Regions from separate parts of the Sus scrofa genome. Here region 1 is linked to region 2. Evidence: chromatin contacts called from public Hi-C data. All regions are on one chromosome and are shown on one strand. The core of a region is the stretch at or near the end of the contact, and the rest is flanking DNA. Distances in the headings are between cores, read along the strand shown. Region 1 has its middle 16 kb from the start of PLXND1. Region 2 overlaps IFT122 (intraflagellar transport protein 122 homolog).

Evidence for each region. A called contact is a pair of places that touch in the nucleus more often than the background predicts.
Region 1: a contact with region 2 is called in a Hi-C map of liver, with 6 times the contacts expected there. The contact joins two enhancer-like sites. A contact is called at or near these places in 2 of 5 promoter capture datasets (fetal skeletal muscle and liver), 32 of 47 Hi-C or Micro-C datasets (adipocytes, adipose tissue, alveolar macrophages and 16 more) and 2 of 2 datasets of contacts at active chromatin or transcription factors (alveolar macrophages and skeletal muscle).

Annotation. Positions count from the first base shown.
Region 1 is chr13:69,010,381-69,014,027 of Sscrofa11.1, reverse strand. No RefSeq gene overlaps it. Among named protein-coding and RNA genes, the nearest start is that of PLXND1, 16 kb to the right of the region's middle. Within about 2 kb of position 1,702, at least 28 of the 83 cell types and tissues checked have an H3K27ac peak or open chromatin away from gene starts, as enhancers often do. A contact at or near this core is called in fetal liver, liver, retroperitoneal adipose tissue and 1 more, where this site is marked.
Region 2 is chr13:68,876,709-68,880,115 of Sscrofa11.1, reverse strand. It overlaps IFT122 (intraflagellar transport protein 122 homolog), which reads right to left. Exons shown (of 30, transcript XM_021069363.1): 16 at 2,128-2,181. Among named protein-coding and RNA genes, the nearest start is that of RHO, 30 kb to the left of the region's middle. Within about 2 kb of position 2,100, at least 29 of the 83 cell types and tissues checked have an H3K27ac peak or open chromatin away from gene starts, as enhancers often do. A contact at or near this core is called in fetal liver, liver, retroperitoneal adipose tissue and 1 more, where this site is marked.

The sequences.
Region 1 (3,647 bases), core at 453-2,952, 130 kb before region 2:
CACAGTTCTAGAGACTGGGAAGTCAAAAATCAATGTAGAAGCAGTATTGGTGCCTGCCAAGAGCCTCCTTCCCAACTGGTATGTGGCTGTGCTCCCCATGTGCCTTCACATGGAAGGAGGAACAAGTGAGTTTTCTGGGGTCTCTGTTTTGAGGGCACTAATCCTATTCATGAGGCCTCCACCTTCATGACCTAATTACCCCAAAAGTCCACCAATCATTTTGCGGGTTAGGAGTTAACATGTGAATTGGGGGAGGGGTGCATTCAGTCTATGTAGAGCCTCTGGAAGAGTCCTTGAAAGAGGAATGAGGGGAGTGAACACAGGTGCTGTGTTTGGAAGCTAAGGATGTGGGAAGGAAGCTGGATCACTGGGGGCCACTGCCTGCATCCACGGGCACCTGGAAGCCGGGATCTGCCTCTGAAGCCCTTGTGATCTGAGTTTTGGAAGATGGAGAGGTGATGCTAGGAGGGGCCTGCCCACGTGCCTTCAATAAATCTTTATTGCATATCCACTGTGTGATGCACACTGTCAGGCACAGAGCCCCTGGCCTGGTGGCGGTCCCAGTCTAGCTGGAGAGTTGGATGATAGCCCCAAAGATTTCTTTGGTCTGGGAGGGCCTCTTTGAAGGGGGACATTTTAGCCGCCCTGGGAAAAGGGTGTAACAGGCAGAGGGAATAGCAAAGGTGAAGGCCAGGAGACCAGGCCCATGTTGCTTCTGCAGAGAGCGATGGGCACAGTGGGAGGGGCCGAGGTTGGTGAGGGCACCAGATCGGACACTGTCTTGGTCGGTCTGGGTAACACAGCCCCCACAGCTCAACAGCAGAAATTTCTCATCTCACAGTTCTGGAGGTCCGAAGTCCAAGATCAAGGTGCCCGCGGACAGGTCTGGTTTGCCCTGAGGACTCCCTCTCCTCTGCCTGCAGATGGAGCCCTTCTCACTCCATCCTCACATGGTCTTTCTTCACGTGTGTACAAGCCTCTGTGCTCATCTCTTCTAAGTGTCACTAGTCACTAGTCCTGTTGGCCTGGGCCCACCCATATGACCTCATTTTAACTTAATCACCTCTTAAAAGGCCCTGTCTCCAAGACTACATTCCAAGGTATGGGGGTTGGGACATTATGAATTTGGGGGGACACAGTTCAGCCCATAACAGATGGCTTTTGCTCTCAGGGAGGTGGGGGGCCTGGGTCAATGTTGAGCAAGAATAGACAAGATCTGATTTGCATGTTAAGAGGATCTCTTTGGCACCAAGGCCAAGAGAAGAATAGACTGCAAGGGGCAGGGGGGGCAGGGCAGGACCAGGCCAGAAGACTGCTGGACCTGGGTAGCAGAGTAGGTGGGGAGCAGGGCTCAGACTCTTGTTATGTTTAGGAGGTGGGGCCTGTAAGTTTCCCAAAGATTGGAGGTTGGGGGTGGGGTGGGGGGATGGGCCCTGGGCCCTGGCTGAGGGAGGCACAGGCTTCTCCTTCCTTGCTCCATGATTCCTCATCCACCAAGTGCCTACCAGGTGCCGCCCTGACCCTGTGGGTGAAGCAGGCAAGGCCTGGAAGCAGAGCCCAGGCCCTGGGCGTGCTGACTTGGGCCTCTCCTCCTCCGGCCCTTCCTCCTAACTCCTGGCCGCAGAGCCTGACCCCCACTTGGACAAACATCTTGTGGCCCGTTTCCGCCTCGCCTGCCCGGAGCCCCAGCCTCGCCTGAACAAACACTCGTGACCTGTGCTTCCGGCCTCAGCTCTGGGAAAAGCCCAGCCAGGGGCTGTTGAGGTCAATCCTGTAGGGAAGTGGGAAGGAGGCACCAGGCCCCTGCATGGGGTCCACCAGGCCTGCTTCTGTGCTGGGCTTCAGTGTCCTCATCCCTAAACTGGGCCTAATCACACCCTCCTCAGGTGGCCAAGGGAGGCGGGTAGCACTGCCTGGGCCTGGCACTGCGAGGCCTTGGTGGGGAGGCTCCAAGGGACACTCCCAAGGGACCACAGTGCTAGAAGGAGCCAGATTTTAACTTCCCATTCGACTTCCCATTTTCTGAAAAGTGTCCCATGGGGCTGCACCTCCAGTCCTGTCCCCTTCACTGCAGAGCCTCCCAGTGTCCCTGTCAGAGGTTAAGAACCCAGTCAGGATGGGGGCAGGAGTGGACATTCTTTTTTTTTTTTAATTCAGTGAATTTTATTATATTTATAGTTGTACAACTATCACCATAACCTCATTTTATTTTATTTTGTTCTTTAGGGCTGTGCCCACAACATATGGAGGTTGCCAGACTAGGGGTTGAATTGGAACTGTAGCTGCTGGCCTATGCCACAGCCATAGCAACACCAGATCCAAGCCACATCTGCAACCTACACCACAGCTCACAGCTACACCACATCCTTTATCCACCAAGCGAGGCCAGGGATCAAACCCGCATCCTCATGGATACTAGTCAGGTTCGTTACCACTGAGCACAGCTGGAACTCCACCACAACCTGATTTTAGAACATTTCTATCCCAAACCCCCAGTCCGTCTTCCCCTTAACCTGTCTCCACATAAGTGGAGTGGACATTCTTGACGATGCAAGTATGTGAAAATGGTTGACTTGAGGAGTGATCTCCCCAACCTTGGTCATATTAGCAGATGCAGCTGGACATGCAGGAGGTGAGTTTGCCAGCATTTTCCTCCTCATTCACAGCTCCTAGCGCCCTGTGAACTGTAGCATGCAGTGGGCAAGCTAGCAGTTCTGGGGTCAGAGAGATCCAGATTCAAATCCCAGCTCTGCTGTGTGACCAGCCCATCAGGTATATGGGTGTGAAGGGAAGCTGCCTGGGGATTGAGTGGGCTGGTTAGGGAAGAGCACGGGCACCCACCGAGGGCTCACTCACCCAGGGGCATGAGGAGGCCCACGGTCAAAGGCCCTGGGTCTCCCGTCTCCATCTCACTGGGGGTCCAGGCTGGTTCACCACTCAACCCCCTACGTGAACGCTTTTGCAAAAGAAAGCCTCCCGGCTGGGATTTGATTTTGATTTTGTTTTTGTTTTTCAGGCAGGATCTGGGAGTGGAAACAATGGAATTAATATATGTGTGGGTTCGTTTTGTTTTGTTTTGTTTTGTTTTTCCTTTGGAGCAGTTTCTCCTCATCTGAGAGTTGTGGGGTTGGATTCCCACCTCATCTTCCGGTCTTTGGAGAAGCCACCAGGGCGTGGGTGGGGAGGTCAGGGAGGGGAGATGTATGGGGGGAGGTGAGGGGAAGGAAGGTCCAGGCAGGGCCAGCAGGAGGAAAAGAAGTGATGTGCTCCTTCTTGCCTCTGGGTCTTGGCACTGACTGTCTGCTCTCAGCCTCTCAACCTCTAACCCCCCTGGTAGCCCTATGCCTCCCTGAGATCAGGCACCACTTCTTCCCAGAAGCCCTCCCTGACTTCCCCCACCAGGGCCACCCCTACTAGAGCACCTTTCCTGCTCTCATTAATCTGCGCTCCATCGTCCACTGTGGGCTGCTGGTATTGATTTACAGCCCTCCCCTTTTTCTGTGTAAGACTCTGAGCTCAGCAGGGGCCTAAAGGCGGCCCTCAGGGGACATTAAGCTAAGTAGGGCTTTGAAAGGAGGACCCAGTCCCTGCACGATGGGCCTCACCTTCTGTTCAAGGCTCTTGATCTGGGAGGGAGAAGGCAAGTG
Region 2 (3,407 bases), core at 851-3,350:
AATACTGCCTTCAGAAACTATTGGCAGTCCCCAGCACCCATGTACGCATTCACTCACATGCATACACACAGACAGGAAGCAGTGCTGAGGGTGAGAAGTAATCTGCACCCCCCGTCCTGTGTTAGGGAACAGTCACTAGTCTACAGCTCAAGTATGTGTAAACACTTAATAGCACCAGTCCTCATCCTCAGCGGTTTCTCTTTGCTTGTTTTCTAGCAAGCATATCACAGTGGAGGAAGATGAGACACTGAATCAAACTCCTAGACAAGCTGGTGAAAGTTCTAACAGCTGGAGGCAGCATGCTTCCCCAATAACAGAAGTAATTTTTAAAAACCAAAAAAAGGAAAAAAAAAAACAAAAAACAAAAAAGGCCCAACCCCAAACTACAAATAGTTTAAGCTAATCAGCCAAATACACTAATTCCTAATAGTAGGAAATGAATTCAAACCTTGCAGAGATAAGGAAATAGGTCTCACTAGGCACGGGATTTAGGCCAAATCCATCCCAGGCCCTGGGATCTTGCCACAATCAATACAAAGCATTCAGTGCACTCAGTGGGTGGGGGCCACATGGAGAGGCTCTCTTCCCACCTCATTGATGGTCAAAGGGGCCCAGGAAGGAGGCTGGGTTCTTGGGAACAATGCTGATGCATAGAAGCAAGCAACTCAGGCCTTGGAGCAAACAAAAAGGATCCTCACTCAAAGGCACTTGACTCTTTTGCAAGGGACATTTCTGATAAGTGTACTTGGCCCAGCTCACAGCATACCCGGAGAAGCAGTGACATGACCTCAACAACATGTGATTGATGGCCAGAGCTGGTCCACAAGGAGGGTGGTTACTTTTGCATACAGGAAAATTATGTTTCATGATTTTGGATTGAGACCACTAGATCCAGAAGATCCATGGCTCGGCCCACAACAGGTGACAAACTTGGCCCCCGACGATAAGCAGTACTGGGCATACTGGGCAGATGACTCTGAACAAGTCCTTTGCCATGCCGTGCAGCTGCTCTTATTTCTGTGCTGGGGAGGGAGAGGGGGTGTCGGGCGTGGAGTGCCCAGAAACAGCATGGCCTGGAGTAAGGACAGCACGAGTTTGGAAAAGGGAACTGGCTTGAATTCCAGCTGATCTTTTTGCCTTGGAGACGTGACATAGCCTTTCTGAGCCTTAGGTTCCTTATTTATCAAACAGGGGTAAGAACAGCAGCTGCCTCATTAAGTTGCTATGAGGATTTGGAACCATGTACACAGGATCACGTGTGCTCACAGAGCAGGCACTGCAAATGGCACCTATTATTAAGCCGAGTAGGCTGTGAGCTCCTGCAGGCCTCTCTTCCACTCAGTTCTCTGCCCACTGGGCTCAGCACATGGCTCGGTCCACGACAGGTGTTTATAAAGCAGTACTGAATCGAAGGGACGAGACACTGGCTAATCTCCTCGCTGCTTCCATATGTGGATTCAACTGTGTCTCACACTCTCATAGCCTCACAATAAATCTGCTAGGGGAAGAATGTGTGCACCTTTTCACAGACAGACAGAAAGCATGAAGGCACAGGGAATGATGAATACTGTCTGCCATCACCTAGCAAACGGTGCGGGCAAAACTAGCCTCCAACTCTGCTCCTTTGTCCCCAGGTGGGCTGCGAAGGGATCAGAGCTCCCCAGCACCCAGTTCAGGGCCACGCCTCCCTCCCCAGGGTCTGCAGCTGAGGGTGGATATGGACCATGTGGTCTGAGAAATGCCTCCTACATTGGCACATTGTGGGCGCCTTGTGGGGTGGTAACTAGCTAACAGCCACAGGGAGGAGGAAATCCAGTTACCAAGAACCTGTTTAAACCCCCCAGCAACCCCAGGAGGCAGGTTTCATTCCACTTCACAACCGAGAAACCCAAGCTCAGAGGGAAGGGCCTCCGTGTCTCCCCCAGCTGCCAAGTGGCAGACGCCCTCCCTGCTCCCACACGCCAGTTCTCCCGCGTGGCACTCTGCCCCCATCGCAAGGCTGTGGTCAGGAAGCCCAGACACCCGTGGGCTCTGTCCCCGTGTCCTCTCGGCCCCGCCTGCTAGAGCTGCCTGTACAGCACTGTCAGCATGTCTGCGCTTCCCTGAGAAGAGGACGCCATCTGTCACCTCGATGCTGCTGATGAGCTGTAAATAGCGGAAGTCCTGCACTCGGGTGAAGGCCTACAGGGGAAGAGAGCAAAGAGCAAAGAGCAAATCAGCTACCTTCTAGCTGCACAAGTGGGTGACTGGCTATGGGTGGGAAGTCAAGCTTTATAAAGTGAGCCCATGAGGAGGGAAAGAAACGAGCACTGATTAATCACCGTGTATTTGGGAGGGTTCTGCCACCCAGGGAGGCACGGCTTTATCCCTGGGATCTGTCCACACGAAGAATGGCAAAGAAGCCCTGGTTTCATCACTCACTCTGTGATTAGGGAAACAAAGCTGGGATCCTGCAGCCAGGGATGGGGCTGGCTGGGAGGAACCCCTAAGAAGGAGGGCAGACAAGGCCAGTCTGAGCCCTGAGGTGGCAGCCATGGGGCGAGACTGCCTGGGAAGAGACTGCAGACCCACCTCAGTGACCAGGGACAGCCACACTGACCAGCGGGGCACAAACACAGGGTGCCCAGAGCCCGTGGTGCTGGCACAGAGGGAGACAAAGGACACAGATGGTTTCTGGAAGGAAGGGGGAGGCAGGGACTGCAGTCCCTGGAAGCCAAACTCTTAGGGAAATCCTACAAGTACAGTAATGTCAGAGACTTTAACCCATGGGCTGCTAGGAACTTTGAGGCAGTTTTCCACTGGCAATTGAAGTTAGCTAAGCATCTTGGCGCTATCAGATTCTGCAAGTGGTTTAGAGGAGCATAACCCTGCACGTCAGGCTGATCTTTAGTGGCTTTGCTGCCCTTTCTATCCAGGCATGCTCCTTTACACAGCCCTCTATGAAGTGGGCTGACACACACCTGGGGGAATGTCCAGGTCCAGGAACCCTCAGAGTTTAAAAAGCACAATGACAATCCTGGCCACATGTGTCCCTACTTAGCTGCACAACATCCTCCATCCAAAGAAATGGGGAAATGAGCAAGTCATCTGGCCTCTGGCTGCCTCACAGGTGACCACAATGTGACTTCATCATCTCATCCTTCAGGGCCAGGCATCCTGTCAGGGGCTGGGGACCTGGCCCTCATCCCCCTCGGAATATTCTAAAAGGGGAGGCAAGGAGATTAAACAGATCATGGAACCTCCTTGAGCTAAGAGCTATATAACAATGAACCAGACGCCCTGGAGAACACAGACCCACTGGGCATGGGCCACAGCAGGAAGCAGGATGAAGTAGAGCCTTGCACAGCAGTAACAAGAGAGGGATCCCTTGAACGGGTCAGGCAGGGTCCACATGAGCAAGGGATGGA